Linked DNA regions of Mus musculus: all the other regions are linked to region 4. Evidence: chromatin contacts called from public promoter capture Hi-C data. All regions are on one chromosome and are shown on one strand. Each heading gives the region's core, a stretch centred on a gene start, on an enhancer-like site or on the middle of the called end of the contact. The rest is flanking DNA. Distances are from core to core; before and after follow the strand shown. Region 1 holds the start of Arl14ep (ADP-ribosylation factor-like 14 effector protein). Region 2 holds the start of Nat10 (N-acetyltransferase 10). Region 3 holds the start of Dcdc5 (doublecortin domain containing 5). Region 4 holds the start of Eif3m (eukaryotic translation initiation factor 3, subunit M).

Region 1 (5,697 bases), core at 2,414-4,913, 2.0 Mb before region 4:
CCCTAAAATGTGCAACAATCCTTCTGCCCAGGCCTCCCCGTTGCTGAGATTACATACGTGACCCCACCATGCCTGTAAACAATAAAGTTCTAAGATTAATTTTGCCTGCTTCCTTTCATCCCTTTCACGTCGCTCCTAGAAACCTGTGATTCTGCCTTGACTCACGTTATACCTGGGAATATAGGGAGCTGGTCAGTTCTGCCTGCAGCAGCTATTTCAGCAGAGAGCCTTGTTCTCAGTTCTGCCTGCAGCAGCTATTTCAGCAGAGAGCCTTGTTCTTGGTTCTCTCCTTCCAGGGATTGTGGGAACTCTGTGTGCTTGGTTCTCAGCGATCTCCTTCGCTGGGTTGTGGGAACTCTGCCTTTGTAGTCTCCCTGATACCTCACCTCCTGCTCCTTCTCAGATAGCTCTTCTAATGTCTCCATTTATTGTTCTCAAACTTCATTATGCTTCAAAACCACCCAAGGGCGTTTGCAGAACATTATATTCCTGGGCTTTATCTGTAGAATCTGATTTAGGATAACAAATGAGGGCCCAGGATTCCAGACTCATTTGCAGTACTGTTTCTCATTTTACACCATGCATTCACTGGCTAACTTTTTTTCGCCCTTACCTACCTCATCCCTAAGGATGCAGCAGTAATTACAGACTAGCATTTCCCAACCTGCATCTTCCAGCTTAGAATCCTCTATCCTGACTCTCTTCACCTGCTATCTCTATCACAAGCACAGCTCCTGTAACACCGGAAGCCTTCGCTCCACTCATTCATTCTGGTTCACTCTTCCATCTGTGCTACAGCTCCACAAGCCAAAACCATCTTCCCCTTCCCATTATCTCTATCTAATCAGCCAGGAGATCCCAGTTCTGCTTCTTGATCAGCTCTTATCCTCAGTGAGCCTTCCTCATTCCTTTAGGTTAGGGTTTCAAATGCTTGAAATATTGAGTCAGTTAGCAATTGCAGGGACCATCCTATATATTATAGGATGCTTAGGAGTCTCTCAACCTTACTCTCCCAAGGACCAGTTAGCATCTCCTAAAGGACAGAACCCAATACCTCATGATGCTTAGGTTGGGGAACCAGGAGGAAGAGAAGCTTTCTTACCCTAAACCCCGTTAGCCCCATAGAGACATAGCCTTATTTGAGGCACTGGCATCAGCATAAGAGATTCTGGGTCCTGGCCCCTCCTTCATTCCACACTCCTTTTTTTAAAAAGTTTTACAGTTTTCATCAGGATAAAACACAGTAGCTAATGCAGCATGAAAAGGACACCATTTGTCTTCTACTTGCCTCCCCAAGCCTTCCACTCCAATGATGCTGAGTGCCTTTGCAGCTTAATTAAGGATGGATGAAATTCATAAGAAGTGGTAACTGTAGCCAGTAAGTATGCGAGTAGCTTAGGAGATAAATGCAAAGCTTGTGGGATGTTTTAAATTTAGGATATGAGTAAGCGTGCACTTTGTGAAACATAGGCAGAATTGTGTTAAATATATGTAGTAAGTTAGTAAACTATAAGGCATGCCAAAGTTAAAATAAATAGAAAATATGGTGGAACAGAGGGTCACTTGCAGTCAAAATCAGACGAGAAAAACTGTTATCATGATATATCTAAAGTGACAATTTTGTCAGCCCTAATTCAGTCACATTTTTGGAGACATCTAAAATAACCTCATACGTTGCCTACCCAGTACTAGGTATGAGTTGCTGTTCTTCAAGTTGTTGGCTGGGGTGGGGGGTGGGGGTGTCTTATAGACTTCCAAATGACACAGCTGTTTGGAATCCAGGGTGGAGTGAAACCATTGAATTAGACCACTCCACACAAAGAAGGGCTTACTGGTGACCAAGCTATCAAGACTACTGGGGAATAAGGGGAGCAACTGAAGGGCATCTTTGAGCTGATGTAGGCCGCTCACATTGGCTGAGAACTAGATACCTTGCCCAAGGTAGTTGTCATTCAGGGCAGGGTAAAGGAGGCTCCTGAAAGATTAAGGGAGGTTCCTGCCTTTAGGCTTCTAAGTACCTAGCCAGGGTCCTTCTGTTTAGGACACTGTCACCAGCACCACTATTTCAAGGGGCCACTTTGGACCTAACAGAGAGGACCCCACGAAATCCCACTCTTCTGAGGAGCTTTTGATGTTTGATGCCTATTGGTGAAGAGAGTCAATTTTCTTCAGGGATGCATTTCCTGATTTTCTTTCATGGATAGCCTCACATAGCAAATACTGACAGCAATGAATGGACTCTGGGTTTTTAAAAAACAAGCAAACGAAAACAAAACCCAATATACCTGCCTTTACGTGAGAGAAGGTAGAAGGGAGTGGAATCTCTGCCTAGCTGTAGGCATGCCCTAGTCTCTTCCCTTAAGGTCTAATCCAATGGGGCAGGTCAGGGTCTGGCTGGGAGACATCTACTAGGAAGGTAGGTTCAGCTTAAGAGCAAGTTTTCCCTTCCCAGACTCCTTCCAATGCCCCATTCAGTCCTAAGAGCAGAGCCTTGGTTAGGTTTGGCTGACCTCAATGGGTCTGACCTGCTTTCTGAGGCACGACAAAAAAACTGTGTAACTATTTATTGTTCCATCTTTTTCCTTCAGGTGCTGGCCAGAGCTCTCTAACTTAGCATTAGACTTCCTCCTCTTTGCGGAAGTTCCACCTCTCACCCCAAGGCTGTCTGCCACTGAGGCCGGTCATATTTATACTCTACATCTTCCTCTTTGGGACAACTTAAAGATTAACAAATTGCCTGCTCTTGGGTTTTCTTTTTAAAATTCTAATAAGTTGTCCTTGAGTTGTTCTGTTTTAGTTTATTCTTTTATTAATAAAACTAAGATCCCCAGGAAGGAACCCAAATTCCTAGGTTATCATATGTTGACTCTGCAGGGACACCCAAAAATTTCAGGTAATGCTGTCCTCCTTTTTAATCCTTGAGCTGACAAAGAGAACCGAACCCAGTCCTGCACTTCTAGATGACATCACTGGAGGTGGAGTTGATCCAAACACACCATATGTGTCAAATTCTCAAAACCAAGAAAACGTTATATTCATAGCCGCGTGGACTACCTATAGAGTTCTAGGGTCCAGCCTCAACTACCTGGCTGCAACCTTGTCCCAAAATTAAAACAAAAACTCACGCACCTCAAAACAACAATGATTACACCTCTTCTCTCCACCCCCAAAATGTAAAGGTTAATTTCCTGTGGTGTACCTTTTACTCAAAGATCTAGACTTTTTTTTTTTTTTTACAATATATAATAGAGAGAGCGTTTTAGAATATGTTTAGTTGGAATGGATCAAAAAATAAAATGTGAGACTTTAAATAAAAGGTCCATTCCTTGAGTTGCATTTAACTCTCCTCCAGGATTAGGGCTATCTAGGTGCGTTTGTTTGGTGTCCTGCACAGAACAGATTTGCAAACGAAGTAAAGGAAACCTGTGTTTGCTAAGGGCCTCCAAGAGCCTCCCAATTCCCCAACCTCAGGAGAGGATACAAGTTCCCCAAGGCGGGCGAGCAACTGAAGCAACTCTTGCGTTGGATTGAGTCATCCCCCCTTGTCCCCCGCACCCAGCCCTTCCTCCTCCGGAGGCCTCCGGGCTGGCTTCCGCTCTAGGCTCCTCCTGGTTCCTCTCCATGGTACAAGCGGTCTCTCTAGCCGCCCTCGCCGTCCTCTCGGTTTCTGCGCGGGGCCGGCGGTGGTGTGGAAAGCCGAGCTTGGCCTGTGCAGAGACGGTGCTTCCGGAGCCCAGCGGAGACCCGTGGCAGCTCAGGTGGACCGGGCCGGGTCGGGCCGTAGGGCTGTGAGTGGACTCTACCGATGGCACTTGAATGTGGGAGGCCGCGGTGAACCGGGAGGAGTGTTGGGAGGGGAGGCTTGTACGGCGGAAGGGGCTTGTAGCAGCCTGGCACCCGGCTCTACCCTGCACACAGTAGGTCCGCCACTGCATCAGATTGCAGGGTTTTATTTGAACCAGGGCCTCGCCACTGCTGAGCTTCATCCTCAGCTTCTTTGTGAGGACTCACTCGTGCCAAATGTCCTAAACTACCCTCCAACTCATCAAGCCCCTCCTGAGTAGCTCAGATTACAGAAACGAGTAACCAGGCCTGGGGCTTTTAAGTTTTGTTGTTTTGTTTTGTTTTTTGAGACAGTTTCTCTGTGTAGTCTTGGCTGACTTGGAATTCTCTATGTGGACGAGGCTAACCTAGAACTCACAGAGATCCGCCTGCCTCTGCCTCCCAAGTCTAACTTTAAAAACATTTTGTTTTATTACTTTATTTTGTATGGATGGATGTCTTGCCAGTATGTATGTGCCAGCAGTGCGTGGCTGGAGCCCCGACAGATCAGAACAGGGCGTCGGATTACCTTGAAACTGGAGTTACAGGATAGTCTGAGCCACCGGCGTGGGTGCTGGGAATTAACTTGGGTCTTCTGGAACCATCTCTCCAGACCGTCTTTAAAATTCACAATCTTCGCAGTTCTAACCGTGTGATATTTAGTTACGCACTTTGGTGGGTTGAGGGTTTCATTTGTTTCGTTTTGTTTTAAATTTTTTTCTACCCTAGTGCTGTTGATTATGTCTGATGAGTTGAGGCATTGGCAGAGAGTAGGGGCATTAATGAGTGAATCCCACGCGGGGTTGTGGTGGGGATCATTGCAGAGAAGTGGGATCCGATCACATCGATTTCAAGGAGAGTCTGCCATTTGGGACTCTAGGAATTTCTGACCTTGTGTTTATTCAAAAAATTTCTAAAGAGTAAAGTGTCAGAATTTGCTAATTAGAGAAGCCTTGGCTGTTGAGGGAATCCGGTAGTGCCTTGCCTTTGGAGCTTTGCATATAATGCACTAACAAGTAGCAGAGTATGGTGTTGCTGTAAAGCAGAAAGACTGGAAGTTTACTCTTTTACATAGGTTGATGGAAACCTCCGAGGTGAAGGAGGAATTAGTGATGCTTGAAGAATTGATACGAACAAGTGGGGTATACAGATGACTGGATCCCATGGTGGCTGGAGAATATGTGACCCCCGAGCCACCATACTCTGAGGAGGTTTTGCTGACTTGACCTGTGATTGGCCAAACTTGGTGGGCCTAGAGACAATGTAACTTAAAATTGGATTAAGAAATATTTTGTAGCCCGGCATGGTGGCGTAATCCCAGCACTCGGGAGGCAGTGGCAGGTGGAGTTCAAGGCCAGCCTGGTCTACAAAGTGAGTTCCAGGACAGCCAGGGCTATACAAGAGAAACCCTGTCTCAGGAAAAAAAAAAAAGAAGAAGAAGAAGAAGAAGAAGAAGAAGAACAACCTGGAGTAGGTCATTTAGTTAAATCCTTGTCAGAGTTATTTTTTGCTGTTTGGAAAACAAAATAGATGCATAGACAATGCCACACATCTATGAAGGGCCTGCAGACCCACTGATCCATTCAGGCATTAAAGTATAGTGCTTTTGGTGTTAATATTTGTCATTAAGAACGTCTAACTGGCCAACAAGCCCCAGGGACCCTCCTGCCTCCGTTTTACCAACACTGGGATTACATTTGGGCACCAGAGCACTTGGCTTGTTTGCTTTTGCAGGTTCAATGCCTGGGTCCCTACACTTGTGTGGCAATGGCAAGCAATGTACTGACTGAGCCATCCTGTCTGTTGCCAACAGTCTTGTCTAGGAAAGAAACTCCATCCCTCCCGTAGGAAATTTAAACTGAGCAGTTCCTGTAA
Region 2 (6,003 bases), core at 383-2,882, 1.3 Mb after region 4:
CCAGAAAGTGCATCATTCTTCAGCAGAAATTGAGGTGTAAGTTGGAAGTGGTGAAAGGATTTCAGATTCCCTGTCACCACGGAGTATCTTGTGCCTTCAAGGATGGTTTCATCTCTGGTTTTACTTAATCCAGGTGGCCAAATCCAGCCTAGCTGTTCTGAATATTAATTCTTTATAGTTACTTTGTCTATAAATACCTAAGTCCCAAGCCCCTCAAATTCAAAAGTCACACTAAAGTGCTTGAATATTAAATGGCCAGTGAAATGGCTCTGCAGCTATCATCACTTGAAGTCAACCCAGACCAGAGTTTTGACTCCTGGGACAAAGGTGGAGGAAGAGAATTGTCTCCAAAACCCTCTAAACCTGCAGGTGTGCAGTTCCATTCCCATACCCATCTTCTCAAGCACATTTGATATTCTACACTGAGAATATTCTACATCAACTATTTTCAGTCCAACTACTTGATAGGGGCAGTTGGCAGTAAGTTGGAAGCTGTCTTTGTTGTCTTTATATTCTTCAGTAAAATCACATGCTTCCACAGCATAGACAGCTCAGCCATCTAGCACTGGCTACCCTTCCCCTGCCCTACTACTTTATCATTCTAAATCTTGACTATCTTATGGCAGTTGCCCCCGTTTGCATCCTGACCTGGTGGTTTCAGATTTTGCAGTGACTAAGGTAATCATAGCCATCATCTCTGTTCCCAAAATTCCAGTTTTTTGTTTTCATTACAACGGAAATACCATATCTGGGCTACTTAAGCAGAATCGACTAGCCTTATTTGCCCATTTTTGTCCTCTTCCTATATTGGTTCCTTTAAAAAAAAAAAAGTCGAGTACTCACAAGGGTCATTATTTCTAAGTTTTGTGTTTTGCTTGTGTCACCACCACCTTATAGGACTTGTCTGCCCATTATAACAAAGTACTGGTAGTTTTATTTTCTTAAGTGCATTTAGAACCTTAGTATTAAGTCTAGGGCTGTATTGGTGACTTAAAACAATATGGCTAGGCATCATGAAGTCTTTAAAGTCCATTGAAATTTAGATTGATATTGAAGTTGGTGCGTAAATTTGGGGAAGGAATTCGTTTTAGATAACAGAACTTGTGCCCAAAAATATAGGATAAACCGATTTCACGTGGCTCATGCTAAAAGGAAAGCAGACATACTTACGGGTATCCTTGTGGATGTGGTTGGATGAGCTTTGAGACCCAATGTTGGGCTTTTAGTACACTTGGCATGAGTAAGAAAAGCCTGCAGAGTACCGCGGCCACGATCGTTGGTACAAAGTCTACAGACATTCTCAGACTGCTGCCGGATGGAGGTTCAAGTAAGATGAATTAAACAATTACTGGGCTAGTTTCATATAAAAGTAGGGAGGTCGATAAAACAACACCTACGCTAGCAACAGCTATTGCCTTGTACAACCCTGCTATAGAGGTTTTTTTCAACATAGCAACAGTGGACGAGTTCCTGTACCAGTGGCAACGGCAAATGCGAGACACCCGGATATCTAAACGATTACTTCCGCCTGTCATAGCCAGGTTACCCGCAGCAAATGGCGAAATGGCGGCCGGGAGTTAGTGCGCAAGCGTAGCGGAGATCCGCGGCGTGTTCTTACGTCATCACTAAGCGTCGAAGCCATGGAAGGTCCCATAGCTGTAGTGGTCCCCTCCCTTCTGAGCACTTGCCCACGTGCTGTCTGCCACTTAAGCGGATTCACGTGCAGCGGCGGCCCCGGCGTAGCTCAGCTGTGTAGAATTTTCTCCAGCAGATTGGTCAGCCTGGGTAGCAACTCGGTGTCTTCACGTGCTTCCGTTGTGCAGCTGCCTGGTGTCGGCCGGAGCAGGGCGCAGGTACTCTTTGCAAGGGACTGGGTCGGATGTTGAGATGTGCGTTTGGGTCTTTCACTGGCCGGTAGGGCTGGCTCGAGTACGGAAGCTTCTGTACCGGCTGGTGCCTGTATCTTCGGACTCTTCGCCTGGACTGCCCTACAGACAGACGTTCCTGGTCCGGGATACTCTGACATGCGGGGCTGGCTTCTCGAGCGCTTTCCGGGAGTGTGGCTCCTTCCCACACTCGGGCTTCTTCTCTCTCTTTGAGAGAATGGGTTGGTGTCAAAACTATTTTCTGAGAAACTCGGCTCCTCGTAGCAGTGGTAGGCTTTGAACTAACGCGGTTTAGTCCCAGATATTCTGCTCTTAAATACTGCAGTATGCCAGTTTATTTGCACTATTTAGCTGTCTCAGTCAGGACATTTGACAGTGCACCTCGTGATGCTTAGTACCCGGTGCTGTGTGTACAAGAATGGATACAGCCGAATGAAAATGACTTGTCGATCAGGTTGTGGTGGCGTATACCGTTAATTCCAGCGCTTGGAAGGTGGAGCCTGGAGTATTTTTTGGAGCTCGAGGCCAGTCTGGTCTGCATAGTGAGACTGTTTGAAAAAACAAAACAAAGCAAACAACAACAACAACAAAACCCAATACGATTCATCTTATTTTCTCTTTCCAATAATGCTTTCCTTATGTATTAAACGTTTCTTGGAACCAGTAATTTTAGATCGTTATCAGATCCCTCACTCTGGCCATTAATTTTACATTAGTTTTGTGTGTAGTTGTATTTCATCTACTTTTAAAAGTACTTTTTAGAATTAAAGCTTGTACTCAGGGGCCTTACCTGTTAATTCTAAGACTCTCCTATTATAACAAAAAATAAGACTCCCCCCCCCCCCCCCCCCCAAGACAGGGTTTCTCTGTATAGCCCTGGCTGTCCTGGAACTCACTCTGTAGACCAGTCTGGCCTCTAACTCAGAAATCCGCCTGCTTCTGCCTCCCAAGTGCTGGGATTAAAGGCGTGGGCCACCACTGCCTGACAAGATAAGACTTTTAACAATTAAGCTGGACTCGTTAACATTAGGTACCCATTCATTTTTTGTAGGTGTTTATGTGGCTGGCAACATAAAGCTTACAAACTGAGTTGCTTTGGACTTGGGTAGATCCCAGTGTAAAGTCTATTTGTTACATCAGTGCCTTGGGATACTAGATTTTTTTTTCTTTTAAGACTTATTTATTTATTATATCTAAACACACTGTAGTTGTCTTCTGACGCACCAGAAGAGGGTGTCAGATCTCATTAAGGATGGCTGTGAGCCACCATGTGGTTGCTGGGATTTGAACTCAGGACCTTAGGAAGAGCAGTCAGTGCTGAGCCATCTCTCCAGCCTGGGATACTAGATTTTTTTTTTACTGCTTTCCCCTTCTAAACAGGCGCCATTTATTGTGATACTGTTTTGTGTTAAGACCTGTTAAAGCCTATGTTTAGGGAAGGAGGTTTTGTTTAAAGCACAACAGGTTCCTGAATTTTAAAATCACACATAGCCTGACACTCTAATACCGGGGGAGTGTGATTGATTGTCTTAATTTTTTTGGGGGGGGGGGCCTATTTGTTATAGGTAATTTGATAACATTTATATTTTATTAAATGCTGGAGGAATTGAGTTTAGGTCCCCAGCTAGGCAAATATTGTACTACTGTACACCCAATAACCCATATGGTACTTTTTAAAATCACCTGTATAGAGCCGTTAGTGTGGCTTCTCACCCAAAGAAACACATTGAATCAGAAATATTTGTTTTCTCTCATTTTATACGTAACATATGAATTTAAGCTTTTATTATTATTATTACTATGTTTTAATTGTGTGTGTTGTGTGGGGTCAGAGAAGAACTTCTTCTTTTTTTTTGGGGGGGGGGGTTTGGTTTTTTGAGACAGGGTTTCTCAGCCCTGGCTGTCCTGGAACTCACTCTGTAGACCAGGCTGGCCTCGAACTCAGAAATCCACCTGCCTCTGCCTCCCAAGTGCTGGGATTAAAGGTGTGCGCCACCACGCCTGGCTTTTTTTTTTTTTTTTTAAGATTTATTTATTATTTTTATGTAAGAACACTGTAGCTGACTTCAGACACACCAGAAGAGGGCGGGGCAGATCTCATTATGAGTGGTTGTGAGCCACCATATGGTTGCTGGAATTTGAACTCAGGACCTCTGGAAGAGCAGTCAGTGCTCTTAACCACTGAGCCATCTCTTCAGCCCCAGAGAAGAACTTTTAGGGATCCCCGTCCTGGGAAGGGTCTGCTTGTGTATACGGCCACTGCCTGGCAAGTCTTTCCTTTTGCCATGTGGATTCTGAGGATCAAATTCAGGTCCTTAGGCTTGGCAACAAGAACCTTTCCCTGCTGAGCCCTTTAACCACACATTTGAATTTTACGGAAACCAAACCATAAAAGACAAAAGTCAAAATAAAAATCACTATTCAGAAATTACTTTTTTTAAGCCCCCCCCCCCCATGTGTTGTGTATGTATACAAAATGGTATTTACAGGGTCTGGAATGTTACTCAGATGGTAAACTGCTTGCTTGCCTAGCATGCATAAGGCCCTAAGTTTGATTCCCAGAATAGCATAAAACCTTGTTGTGGTGATATACACCTGTAATTTGAGCAGTTCCCTGTAATCCTAGTACTTGGGAAGTGGAGGATCCGAAGTTTAGGGTCATCTTGGCTATATAATGAGTTCAAGGCCAGCCTGGGATACATCAAACTCTGTTAAAGTCTCTTATCTTCCTACTCTTTGGGGTCTATAGAGATACCATTATATGTTTTAATCATTCTTAGTTTTATTTACTTAATTTTACTATGTTGTTCTGATTTTCTTTTTCTTTTTTTCTTCGAGAACGAGACAAGGTCTCTCTCTGTAGCCCTGGCTGTCCTGGAACTCACTAGGTACGCCAGGCTGGCCTCCAACTCACTGAAGTCATTCTGCTTGTGCCTCTCCTAATTTTTCTTAAACTCCTTGATGGAGATACTAAGTACACTTTTCTGTTGACCTTCCTGCTTCAGAACACGTCACCTCTCTAGTCTGCAGATTATAAAACAGATCTATGTCTTTCCTGTGGTGGTGTTTGAAGATTCAGATTTTGTAATTTTTGTAATTAGGTTTATAAACATGCCAGCACAGCTCCCACATAGGGCAGCCAGCCAGTGCCACTTACTTGGATGTAATACAGAAACCTTTCTAGTATTTGGTTCATCTGTATCTCCTTTATTTCTGTGTTAGTGATAGCTTTTCATCATGAATCGGAAGAAGGTGGATAACCGAATTCGAATTCTCATTGAGAATGGCGTAGCTGAGCGGCAGAGGTCTCTTTTTGTTGTAGTTGGGGATCGAGGAAAAGATCAGGTAAGACAGACCTGCTAAATGCTTCCTCAGTTGTTTTGTGCCCTGTCCCAATGAGTTGGCTAGTTAGCTCGGCCTTGTAGGGTTTCAGTGCGCAGAGTCATTGTAACCTCTTTGCTGGTGGAATATATAGTGGGGACGTATGTTCAGTACTTGGAAATGGTAAATTCTGTATATTTAGATTCATGAGTAGACGAGCCAGTATCTTTAGAACCCTGAAATAATGGCTTGGCCTCAAGGCTGAGTGTATGTGACCTAGCTTCTAGTTTCCGTTTGGTTATGACAGTGACCTTAGGTGGTGTCCTTGCAGGTTAGTTTCTATGCTTCAAATGAGGTCTTGGCCTGGCAGTCCTTATGTTGTCTTTGACTCTTAGGTTTTGTGATTTTTTTTTTTTTTTTGTCCTTCTTGTCAGGTGGTTATTCTTCATCATATGTTGTCCAAGGCAACTGTGAAGGCTCGGCCCTCAGTCCTGTGGTGTTATAAGAAAGAGCTGGGATTTAGCAGGTAAGCTTGGGCTTTGGATGTCACATCCACCTTTCAGTGCATACTTAGTTAAATCCCTTGGCTGTGCTTGAGAATTGCGTCTTCTTTCAGACCACTGTTTACCCTCGGAAGCCTTTGTACTTCGTAGCCACCCCTTTCCTGTCTGGCTTCTGCTTCTGAGATCATGCTGACCTTGAGCTCATAGACACCCCTGGAGATTTGATCCCTCCAGGAACAGCGTTTCTCCCTTTCTCCTCTTTAGAGAGCTTCTTACACCAGTTCACCAGTACT
Region 3 (5,948 bases), core at 2,138-4,637, 1.1 Mb before region 4:
AGTGATGAAGTTCCCCTCAAATCATGCTTGTACCTCACACTGCCGATCAGTTCGCCCAAGCCCTAATTACTGTAACTGCCTGGCGCCCTTCCACGGAGGTTTTTTTTTTTTTCTTTCTTTCTTTTTTTTTTTTTCTTTCATTTTTTACAGTATTTCTGAACAGACTGACATATTTTGTTTACTGACAGCAACTAAAGCTCTGTGTAGGATCATAAATAAAGAAGATCGTGTTTAAAAATCACTAATATCATTTTAAGAGGTACTGCAGCCTTGTGTTTTGGCCTCTGTTTGGCTGTGTTAGCCATGAATGACAGCTTCCCTGCTTGAAGCACACAGAAAGCACAGCCTTGCTCATTCACTGACAGGACTGTGGCCTTTTCACACGTTCCTTCCACAGCAGTGTTTGTCCCCAAACACTGGAACTCGACACAATGGCATTCCTACTCTAACACCCCCACCAACAGCACCAGTACATAACAAGAATGCTAATGAGCTGGAGCTGGCCCTCATGAAAGTGTTAACTACATTTCATAGAAAAGTGGTTATGCTGTTCCAAAGATTACCAATTAAACAGATTTCTGCTTAGCTCTCAGCAATTTCCAAGATGTTTCCACTCTTGACAAAATACACGTGATAAATGTAAGGCTAAGCGACTTTAAGCTGTCCTAAATATAATATCTCATTTGAACACTCACGAAGCAGTATATATTTAAGATCACTGTAAAGTAATGTGCTTAATTCAGCCCCAGGCTGTAATAGCCAAGCTAAAATTTAAAATGAAAAAAAAAAAATTACTAGGGTCATAAATACAAAACCAGTAGCCCTGACTTTTCCTTTAAAGTTGCAATGTAACGATTTGTTTAAGAGACCTTCCTTTGGGCTTCTAGAATTTTTAAACCCATTATAGTTTAACAGACAACAAAACAATATGGTTTTCCTATGGGATGTCAAAAGTAGACTAAACGGAACTGATGTCAAAGTGATCCGGTCCTACAATTTTATAATCTTAAGAATTGTTAACAAAACAAGAGCCGCCCCTCGTCCACGTTTCACCTGTCTGGTGATTCCTGAACAGGGTGAGACAGAAAACTAAACAGAACCAGCTTTCTGGAAGGCCGAGTGAAGTAGTGCAGCTCAATGAATGCTCATTAATGCCGAGGGGGACACTCATAAGATAAAGATGTGGCCAGGCTTGCCAATGGCCAGAGGTGGCATTGTAACAGTGCCACTGCAGTGAGTTTTAAAAACATCGAAGCCATGGAAAGAGGACCCAAGTGCATATAATTAAACATGCGTGACTAAAGAAAATAGAATTTTTTGCAAACTTATGGCATTCCTCCTTGCTTTCATCCCTGTACTTCAGCTTACCTATAGCATGATGAAGCTTAACATTGTTACAATGCAGTAAGGCATAGAGGTAGAGAAAGTAGCAGAGAAACGAGACGTTTAAGGATTCTTAAACTTAGCATAATATTGAAATGCTTATAGAGTAGTTAAACGAACAATCTGCAACTAACTAAAAATGTAAAGTTTTGCTCATATTTACATCTAAGATTTAATAAATTATACTTGACAGCATTTTGAGTAATGACCTCTTTAAATTAAAGCAGCAATCCTCAAGGCATTTTTGCCACAGTGAACTGAACTCCTGAGTTTAGCATTTGTTTAGAGTGGCAGAAATAAGAGGCGTTGGCCCTTATTGTCCGGATGTCTTCTGTCTCACCAACCCTCACTTTTAATAAAACTTAGAAAGTGCTTATCTCCAGATTTTATTTAAACAGTGCTTTTCTTGAAATTACAATAAAAGCCATATGCTATTTTTTAACATTGAAAATAACTTAAAACCCTTCACTTAGTGAAACACAACTACAAATAAATTTAATTCAGAAAGGCATCATTTATTTTATAAAATCATTATATATTGAACATTAATATTTAAATATTAAACAATTAAAAGAACAAAAATTTTCTTATACTGGTTTTTGTATATGCTGGCCTAGTAGAACATTGGAACAGTCTGGATTTTTAATCAAATTGTCTATAGTAGTTATTAATCCTCTCTGAATCACTATATCTCATTAAAAGAAACTAAGTACACTTTCCCTAAAAATAAAGTCTGAGACGTCCCTGGAAGTTCCAAGAGCTTTGATGAACTTTCTTCTGCCCATCGTGTGTTGCAGTTCTCCGAGTGGACAGCAGGAGGTGCTGTGTGAACACCGAGCCTGTCATCTGGAGCCCAGCTCCCTCCAGTTTTCTGTGTGCAGTGAATAGTGAGACGCTTTCAAAATATTCATTTATCAGCGGCCGGTGGCCTGAGATAATGAGCCAAATTCTAAAATGGAACCTCCAAGTTTACAATGTAAACCCCACCCTTATTTAACACAAAGGTTGGCTTCTCTTAAGTGTTATGTTGGAAGATTTTTTTTTTAATGGTACAACCTTTTTTTTTTGTAATTATCCAAACTGCAACATTCTGGTTACAATATAAATCCTTTTTTAAGTCAATCAAATGTCCCAAAACTAATTACAAAACCATATGTCTTTACCTTCACACATACATGTGTGTGTGTATAAATAAACATACAACTATAGAATAAATGCACAGAGATTAAAAGGTAAAATCTAATTTAATTTAGTCAAATACATTAATTCAACTATACTCTGGATCCTGAAATACACAAGTTAAATAAGTATAATGGAATTAAGTTCTCTTGAGGAGAAGTTAGTTCACGATTCATTTCTGTAGAATCTGATTTGCTTTTAGACCCATTTCTACAATAGTGAGGTGAGTTTACACCAGAGGAAAAATGAGGAGTCTCAGCCTTCAGAGGAGTGCAGATGAATTCATTTCCTTCGTTGGTGTTACTGACTCTGGAATAACCATGTAAGGATCTGCTTTTCCTCTGCAGAGTGAGCAGTGAGGAAAGATGAGGCAGATGACACTCCATACCAAAAGACAGACACAATCAGCCCCTTTCTTGCTGCCTTTGAGATTCCAGAGCATTTTTGGCTCCCTTAGAGGCGCTGAGCTCACAAAACATGTCACGGTTCTTTTATGACACAATGCCAATCATTGCGTCTATAGAACCAAATACATCTGAAAAAATATATATAATACAGTACTTTTTAAAAAGGGATGGCTTACCTGCTTGTAATAATATTTTTGCAGACTTTAACCGTTGATACAAGGCCCCAAGAACTCCTTGCCCGTGCATCTTAGCCCCCAAGGGTCTGAAACCTTCTCCCTTAGAGACCCAAAGTGGTCCCCTCAAAGGACTGATGGAATTTTGCAGGCATTTTTCAAGCAGAGAAACTACTGGAGAGAAAAGGGGGAAGGATTCCTTTGACCCAACTGAGATACGCTGTCTGGAATGCAGCCTCGAGACTAGAGCTAACTCTTAACATCTATTATTTATGTCTGACCTGGGTTAAGTCTTAGCGAGGCAATTCCTGCGTTACCAGTGGCCACCAGGAAGGATGTATTTATATTGCGACATCCCCCCCCATGCAAGTCTCATAAGCTGTGTGAGCACACCTGAATAGTTCTGAAGTGTGCCTAACTAGCTGCATGGAGTGTCATGGTGTGCACTGATTGCCTTATCTTCTCATTTATCACAGATGAGTTGGAACCAGCCTTGCCGAAAACCTACTTGCATTGTCCTGATAAAAACTGTACGATCCATGATGTTTCAGTGTCCTGCGTCCTGTAGAGGAGTCCGTGTACCCAAAATATCACATCTGGAAATTATTTATAAAGTATGATCCACACCTTTATAATAAGCCTTCCTACCCCAGGCCCATCATTGGTATTCGTTAAAGCAACCCACGACACAGGGTGACAAGATTGTTTAAATAGAAAAGAGGAGAATGTTAAGCAAGGATTTTCTCATGCCTTTGTGTTCCCAAGTCCCCAGAATATTTAAGCTAGTGGTGGATTCAGGAATGCTATCCCAGCAGGGGCTGTGGAAGGATATTTACTTGTGGGCCTGTCATGTAACATCCATGTGGACTTGACAGATATGTTTATACACTTTGCACATGCTTAGCTGATACAGTCTTTCTAGTGTAAAATACTCAAATGACATGGCAGCTAGGTAATGTTTTCTGAAATTTAGTTTTCCCCTGAAAAGCCAGAAATAAATAACAAAATCTTGGGGCCCAGAAAAAAAAATGAATACATATCACTTTTATTTAACATGGTCTTTTCTTAAATGTATGTAGATCCCAAAGATAAACATGCAAGATAGATAGAGATCCTAGCAATATTATTCTTACACATATTTCTGCAAGGAAAATGAATTAAGCAGATCACAAGCTAAGGGCGTAGGTCTGTGCCCTTGGTTATGTTATATGTTGCATATTTTATGCAAAGAAGCCCAGCACTGAAATGGAATTGCAATCAAGCACAGCTGAGCTACTGAGAGGTTGAGCTATGCAAATGGCCTTTGCTACCTGTGTTCTCCTAAATCTTACTTTCAGCTAAGAAAACTTGCAGTTTAGGACACCTGGTTCTCCAGCTCCCTACCAAAGCCAAACTTAAAGTCTGGTGTGTTCGCTGCTTAGAAAAACGTTGGAGATTAAGAGGTTAAGATTTCCTACTGCTATGAGTAAAATCAAAAACATAAGCGTGATGTGACGACATCTGTGCAGAATTCTGTCATCCAGTTGGAGAAACTAACGCCTGAAATTCTAACAAGCCCACTTTTATACACACAGAGAAACTACTTTTCTCTATATGTTTTAAGTAAATAGGTGTCTTACACTTTCATATGTATAATAGATATTTATATTTTTATATTTACATATTTATATATTTTTATATTTATATAATATTTCTACCATATTATATATGTAAAATATAATATACATGACATTGTATATACTATAGAAGAAATAATAATAATTTTATTTAATAATAATATTTCAAAAATAAAATGGGTAAGACAAGTCAGTTTTGATGACAGTTGTGTACAACTAAACCCAGTTTAGAATCATAAGCATTTTCAGTTTGCTGACACAATATCCATAGGTTACTACATATTTGGTTTTGATTTATACAGATTTAATTGTTTGCCCACTCAATCCAGCACAACTCTCAAATACTGAAAAGCACTACTTATAGTAGTTAGTATAGTTGTTAAATTATTAAGTTAAATAAATTAGGAAGCAGGTGGTAATCATAGAAGATTTACACCCTGGAGTTAAACTCAACTTTAAACCTGAGAAATTTTCATGAAATTCATCAGTCTTATTCCTCTCTATCAAACACAAAAAAACTTTCAGGTTCAGCCCAACCTCAGAAGCTCACTTACTAGATTTTTCTGAAAAATGACTTTTCAGACTTTGTAATCTTTATAACATTTAAATATATATATATATATATATATATATACAATTTGGGGGAGGGGGAAATGAGACTTCAATGTATACTGAAGTGCCAGAACTGGTATTGAGTGGAAAACTACTCCCATGTGCCACACGATTTACATAATTAGGAAAACTATGGAAACCAGAAACAGTAAAGCAAAGAAAGCGGTATTCACAAGCAGGTTGTATAAGGAACTTCAGAATCTGCTCTGAACTTGTTGAATAATCTGTTCAGTATTCCAGCCTCTCCCTGCTGGAAGCAGGTCCTCATTATTACCAGGAGAGCACTAATAAAGGTTAGCCTCTGAACTAGGGATTAGAAGGCCCTTTCTTTGGGGACGCTTCAAACTAGTAACTTTGATGATCTTGAAAAGGGAGACAAAGCACAATCCAAGAACAAACAGTGTTTCCACTAAGCAGGAAGGTACAGAAAACAGAAGAAAATGATAGTCTAAATACTCGGGAAGGAAGCGTGAAGCAGTCTGTCTGCTGTGCTGAAAATAAAATGTATTCAACACAAGGGAGGACAGTGTGCTACTTGGGGGAGGGATGAGGCAGGCAGCCTAAGATGTGTTTTTGAA
Region 4 (6,217 bases), core at 2,646-5,145:
CTCAACATTATTTGTTTCCCTATAAAGTCACTGTAATCGTATGCTGCCTCGCTAGTATAAAACTTAATTATTAGCTGTAAAACTCTGAGATCCTAAAAGGATAGTAGTGTTCTGAATTCAACATTGCATGACAACGGCTAAGGGAGATCAAGATTCCCACCATAAATATACACAATAAAAAACCAGTAACATGCACTTACATAAACAAGCCTTTTATTTTCAAAGTGATGACTTCAGAGTTCAAACTTTCCTGAGTCAGTCAAAATTAGTTTCCTTTGTTGTGAGGCAAAGCCCATGTAATAGCACATGAAAACAAGATGGAGGTTCATTTCCTCCTACATTAAACAAGCAAGAGAGGCAGTCGTGGTTGGCACAGCATCTTCCTAGTATCAGGGTCTGAGCCCCTTCCACCTTTCCCTGCCACCGTGACTTTTACCTTCAAGATCACTGCTAGGTTTCGGTTGGATTTCTGCAGCTTCCACCATCAAAGTCATGGTTTATACATCAAAATAAGAAGAAAGACAAGCGCAGAAGAGTCCATTTCTAAGTAAAGTGGTGCCTTTTAAAAATTAAAGAGGGCCTGACTGTGATATGGCAAGGTGTGTAGAAACACTTGGCAAGCCTGAAGACCTGAGTTCAGTTCCCAGACCCTGCAGTAGAAGAAGTTATCCCCTTGACACCACATTCACACGTATGTGTATACACACACACACACACACACCCCAACACACATACATACACACATTCCCCAAACAGAGGGAAGCAGGTGTGATAAATCCAAGTTTTCCAGAATTTTTAATCAGAAAGAATAAAGAATTAAAAATAAAAGGAGATCTAGGAAAATAGCTTAGTGTGTAAGAGCAATTGCTCTGCCAGCACAAGGACCTGAGTTCGAGTCCCCAGTGCACACATAAAAAAGTATGCCTGTAATTCAAAAAAAGTAGGAACAATGGAGTCAGGACTTCAAGATCAGTTTCAGTTACACACTGAGTTCAAGGCCAACCTGGACTAGTGAGAGCTCACCTCAAAAGAAAACAAACAGCCACATCAGCTAGAAAAATGGCTTTGCCTTTCAGAATATATAGGGTTTTGTTGAACTTTCAGCTCCTTCTGTTTTGGGAAGTTCTGAGGACAGTTTGTGAAAGTCTCAAGAAGGATAATATAGTAGTGAAGGTTGTATGTGTGGTTATCAGCAGGGGTGACTCTTTACTGCTATTAACATACCAGTGACCCCATTTTATATCAGGCATAGGTTAGCATCAGCTAACCCCAGTTTCAACTGACTCTAAACTTTTTTTTTTAAGCATTTAGAATGCTTCCTGTCATATAGTAGATAGTACTTCTTGTACCATTTGTCTAAGGCAGATTTGTGTTTAAAGAAAAACCTTAAGATTATCAGAAAACATTTTATTAACGAAAAATAATGCTAGGGTCTTTTTTCAATTAAGAAATGAATTTGACAAAAAGTGTCATTGAAAAATTATAAAGGAGTATGCTGGCTAGTTTTATGTCAGTGTCATACAATTTATAATTACCTGAGAGGCAGGTACCTTCTTTGAGAAAATGCTTCCATAAGATTGGGCTTGCAAGCAAGCTGTAAGGCATTTTCTCCGTTAGTGACCAGTGGGGCAGGGCTCAGCCCATTGTAGGTGATGCCATCCCTGGCTGGTGGTCCTGAGCTCTACAAGAAAGCAGGCTGAGCAAGCTATGAAAAGCAGGCCAGCAAGCAGCAGCATCCGTGGCCTCTGCATCAGCTAGAGTCTTGATTTCCTTCAGTGATGGACAATGATGTGGAAGTGGAAGCCAAACAAACCTTTTCCTCCCCAACTTGCTCTTAGTCATGGTGTTTCATCATGGCAATTAAAACCTTAATATGACAGTTAATCCCTTAGTGATAGAAAGCTTGCTTAGTCCACACAAAGCCTTGGGTTTGGTTCCATCACAATAACATAAACAATAAATAAGTTGCATGCTTTAATTTTGTTCTCTCTGGAAGGTCAACCACCTGCTGGTACATAATTTTGTCAGAGAGATCAATATGTTTTTAGCGAATGAGTAAATATCTAAAGATTCAAATAATTTTGTCTCTATCCTTTTGAAACCTCCTTCTCAAAAGTCCCCTGAAGTCACCTCTTTTACTTCACAAAGTCATAGAATAAAGGAAATCAGAAAAAAGGGGCGAGTAAGGGACGGGGCTAATATTAAAATAGGGTTTTAAAATGTTCAACAAAATATATGTATTTTTAAAGAAAGACTTATTGATGAGTTAAAATAAAATACTGAAGAAAAAGCTGGCAACATTAACATTTGAAACAAATTTCCATCAAGAAAGGGGAAAGAAGCTGAAAGCAAGGTTGAAAAGTATTAATCTTAGAAAAAAAAAGTCACCTTTCAAAATTCAAAGCAAAGATTGCTGTGATGATGAGCAAGGGTTGCCCTCCAGCTTCAGTGCCCGGGCCTTGGCCTAGTTAACTAGTATATTAGTGTGTTTACAGGACCACTGGGTATCTTCTCCCTCCTGAAATTCTGAGAAGACCATTCTAATAAATATGTTCTGGCTCAGCGCCCCACTCTCCTCTTACACCCTCTCTTCTCTCCTCTCCCCCCTCAGAAATCTGCTCCCCTCTTTTCAACCAGTCTCTCTTCCTTTTCTTCCTTGAGAACGTACCCCCCCACACACACTCATTCCACATTGTAACCCAGTACTCCAGGAAGATTGTCTTAGTGTGCTTCCCATTGCTATGATAAAATATTGGCCAAAAACCGACCTGGGGAAAAAGGGTTCATTTCATCTGACAACTCTCAGGTTAACCTCCATCGCTGAGGAAAGTCATGGCAGGAACCCAAGGCAGGAACCTGGAGGTGGGAACTGAAGCAGAGGCTTGCTCGCTGCCTGCTGACTTGCTCCTTGTGGCTAGCTTGGCTTACTTTTCAATGCAACTCAGGGCCACCTACCCAGGGTGGCACCACCCACAGTGGGCTGGGCCCTCCCATGTCAATCATTAAGGAAGAAAATACCTGACAGGCCATTTATTGGGGACATTCTATCAACTGAGGATACCATGTGTATATTCTCTAATAAAGTCTGTTTTTACTTTTTCAGCCCACTTTTTAATTGCATTTCCCCCTTATTGTTGCATTTACAATGTTCTTGATCTTCATGGCTCCAAGTTCTGCATCCAGGTTCAATCAACTGCAGACTATAATATTCTGGAGAAATATCTGTGCTGAATACGCAGACCTTGTCATTCCCTAGAAAACAGAGGACATAGAATTTACATTGGATTAGCTATTTTAAGTGCCCTGGAGATGACTTAAAGTACACAGGAGGTTATATAGACACGAACTAAGCCATTTTTATGTAAGCGTCTTGAGCCCCATAGATTCTGGAATCCTTAGAGGAGGGATCCTGGAGTCAATCCCTAACATACACTGAGGCACTGTGTATTCTGGATAAGTCCTTATTAATTAAGTGGGAGCATTCTTTGAAAACTAGTCACCCTTACTTAGCAAGGAGCATGGCCTAGCAACTGGACCAGCAAACTGGGAAGCATAACACAGGGGAAAAAAAAAATAGTTCCAAGGCTTTAGGGACAGGGGGCACCTGGAAAGCTCTCAGAGGCAGCAAGAGCTCTCTAGGCTCCCGAAGCTTTGGCCCAGGTAGGGTTCCGTGACCCGCAGGCAGCAGGCGGGCAGAGGACACTTTAGCCCAACCCACCTAAGTTTCCGGGGAGAGGGGAAGATTTCAGGTAGGAGCCTGCGAGGAGCTGAAGCAGAGGCCCGCGGGGAGGAAGTAGTACTGTGGGCCCCGCCCACGAGGCCCGCCCTCTGTGGCTGACCCGGAAGCGGTTGTGCGTAACCCTGTACGGCACCGCTCTCTTTTCCGGTCGGCGTGTTTCTGGATCGGAGCGTCTTCCGCAGCCCGGCCTTCACCATGAGCGTCCCGGCCTTCATCGATATCAGCGAGGAAGACCAGGTGCACGATGCTGGGCCCTCGGGGCAACGGGTGCGGGGGATTCCCGGGACGGAGCCCGTGAGGGGGAGCGCGCTCTCCTGACCTGGGTCTCGGCGCGTGCGCGGCCGAGGGTCCGGATGCGGGCCCGGTGGGCGCCAGGGCTCGTCCGCAGTCGTCGATGACGACCCAGAACTTTTCGGGGACAGGGACCAGCGTCTGCTAAGTTCGCGTGTGGCCCGCAGGAGCAACTTTGAGCGTGTGAATGCGGGCCTTCCGCGGCCACAGGCGACGGTGGCATGCATTTTACTAGTTGGCTCGCGTTTTCTGTTCCCAGGCGGCTGGGAGGCAGGAGCATCTGGCGGGCCATCCTGGACACTTTGAAGTTCACTAATTGGGGTTTACACCTGGGTGTACAGGACAGATGGCTTCTCCTTTTTCTGTAACAGGAGGTTAATTGTTGGGATGACAGTCTTTTAATTTTCTACAACCCAAACTGTTCTTCGTGAGCATGCATACGCTTTTATAATACCCACTGACAGAAACTTGGGGTTCCATATGTTACACAGGAGAAGAAAGGAAGTTATGCACACATAGAAAGATGCCGCATTAAGAGTATTTGACAGCAGAGGAAGCTAGAGTTCCCAGGCATTGACTAGTATTTACCAAAAAGGTACTTCAGGCCAGGGGCTGAATAGAGCCTTGGCATTGGCCATATTGTAGAGTGTCTTGTTGTCAGCAAGAATGATATAAAAACATTAAACTTAACTAATTCTTAGAAAAAGATTTGTAAAGCAGGAAGTGAACAAATGCTTTCTTTACATCTTGGTTAGATTATATATTTGTGTCATAAAGAAAAAGAATGATTTCTGCTGTTATTTTGCTTTTTCTAATATGACACTTGAGTTTTCAAAATATCTTTTTTATAATACCATGCCATCTTCTGTATAAAATTACTATGCTATTGTTTGGAAAAATAATTCCATCAGACCTAAGGGTTTGTTAGGTTTCTGAGGTCACCAAACACATTTGTGGGATTAAAAATGTTGGTTATTTTCCCCAAGGCTCTTTTGGCTTTGTCCAGACAATTTGACATCCGTGCTTTTTCTTTCCCCAACCCCCTTCTTGTTTTGATATTTGGGAAGTGTTTCACTATGGCTTGTTAAACCTTGGCTGGCCAGGAACCTGTAGAGATCCCCCTGCCTCTGCCTCAAGTGCTGTGGTCACAGTTATATGTCACCTCACCCTGCCCACCACCTCACCCTGGCACCTGTGCATTTTCTAATGGAACGCTTTATACTGTGATTCTTTAAGTTTTTATTCTGTTAGCTTTAAGTCATCTACATTTCTGTTTCAGTGCATGAATGTTAAACCATCGAAGGAAAAACGTTGTTAAAGATCCTAACTAGAGAGTAAAGTAGGAAACATCCAAATGACTTATTTTAGTAGTTATTTTGATAGTACCAAAAGTGCTTTCTGCCTCTGAGAGTGATGTTATGTTTTAAGATATTTGTTATACAGTGCATTGATAGACAATTTGATACACATACACTTTCATGCAGGCTGCACTGACAGGCATTATCTTTTTATATTGGTATCTCCCAAAATGCTTGTCTCAAATGGTTCTCAAGTTATTAGCAAATGAATAGACTATTGTCCGGATGATGACTGTGATTTTAGTAGTGCTATTTATATATACATTTGACAGCTATAAAATTTTCACTTACTGGGGGAAAAAAACCTCTTCAACTTTGCCAAGTCAGATTGATGTATCTTTAGTCCCCATCCCTCCCAGTGGAGACCGCTTAAATGAAATAAGTAAAGCATTTGCTATAGACTGGAAGTCCAGTGGATACAGGTGGCAGGAAACTGAATATGATCTTTGTGAACTATGTGTCTGCGTGGACTTTGTAGAGGGAGGGAGGGAATCAACACAATTGGAGGGTAGTTAGTTAGCACTTGCATGTTACTTTGGAAGCAGGGCAGATGAGTTTGATATTTGTGTTTTATCATAACTTGATTTTTACAAGTGGATCTAGAGATTTAGCAACCCTGTTTGATTCATAGGCTGCTGAACTTCGAGCTTATCTGAAATCAAAAGGAGCTGAGCTCTCAGAAGAAAACTCGGAAGGTGGACTTCATGTAGATTTAGCTCAGATTATTGAAGCCTGTGATGTGTGTCTGAAGGAAGATGATAAAGGTTTGTTTTAATTCATTCTACAAAATATTTCTTACAAGTTCTCTACCTTAAAGTTTTTCTTGTCA

Evidence for each region. Promoter capture Hi-C pulls out the DNA fragments that hold promoters and counts their contacts.
Region 1: a contact with region 4 is called in a promoter capture Hi-C map of liver, with 4 times the contacts expected there. The contact joins the promoter of Arl14ep here to the promoter of Eif3m in region 4. A contact is called at or near these places in 2 of 39 promoter capture datasets (liver and pre-B cells) and 2 of 115 datasets of contacts at active chromatin or transcription factors (astrocytes and microglia).
Region 2: a promoter capture Hi-C map of pre-B cells shows a contact between it and region 4, with 4 times the contacts expected there. The contact joins the promoter of Nat10 here to the promoter of Eif3m in region 4. A contact is called at or near these places in 2 of 39 promoter capture datasets (liver and pre-B cells).
Region 3: a contact with region 4 is called in a promoter capture Hi-C map of hippocampal neurons, with 2.1 times the contacts expected there. The contact joins the promoter of Dcdc5 here to the promoter of Eif3m in region 4. A contact is called at or near these places in 2 of 39 promoter capture datasets (cranial neural crest and hippocampal neurons).

What each region holds. Positions count from the first base shown.
Region 1 is chr2:106,972,363-106,978,059 of GRCm38.p6, reverse strand. It overlaps Arl14ep (ADP-ribosylation factor-like 14 effector protein), which reads left to right and starts at 3,663. Exons shown (of 5, transcript NM_001025102.2): 1 at 3,663-3,788.
Region 2 is chr2:103,756,899-103,762,901 of GRCm38.p6, reverse strand. It overlaps Nat10 (N-acetyltransferase 10), which reads left to right and starts at 1,632. Exons shown (of 29, transcript NM_153126.3): 1 at 1,632-1,853; 2 at 5,109-5,231; 3 at 5,642-5,733. The coding sequence starts at 5,124.
Region 3 is chr2:106,078,438-106,084,385 of GRCm38.p6, reverse strand. It overlaps Dcdc5 (doublecortin domain containing 5), which reads right to left and starts at 3,387. Exons shown (of 24, transcript NM_177844.2): 1 at 3,146-3,387.
Region 4 is chr2:105,014,705-105,020,921 of GRCm38.p6, reverse strand. Eif3m (eukaryotic translation initiation factor 3, subunit M) reads left to right here and starts at 3,895. Exons shown (of 11, transcript NM_145380.2): 1 at 3,895-3,976; 2 at 6,020-6,152. The coding sequence starts at 3,935. It overlaps Gm38521 (predicted gene, 38521), which reads right to left and starts at 3,801. Exons shown (of 2, transcript NR_165821.1): 1 at 3,719-3,801; 2 at 197-3,252.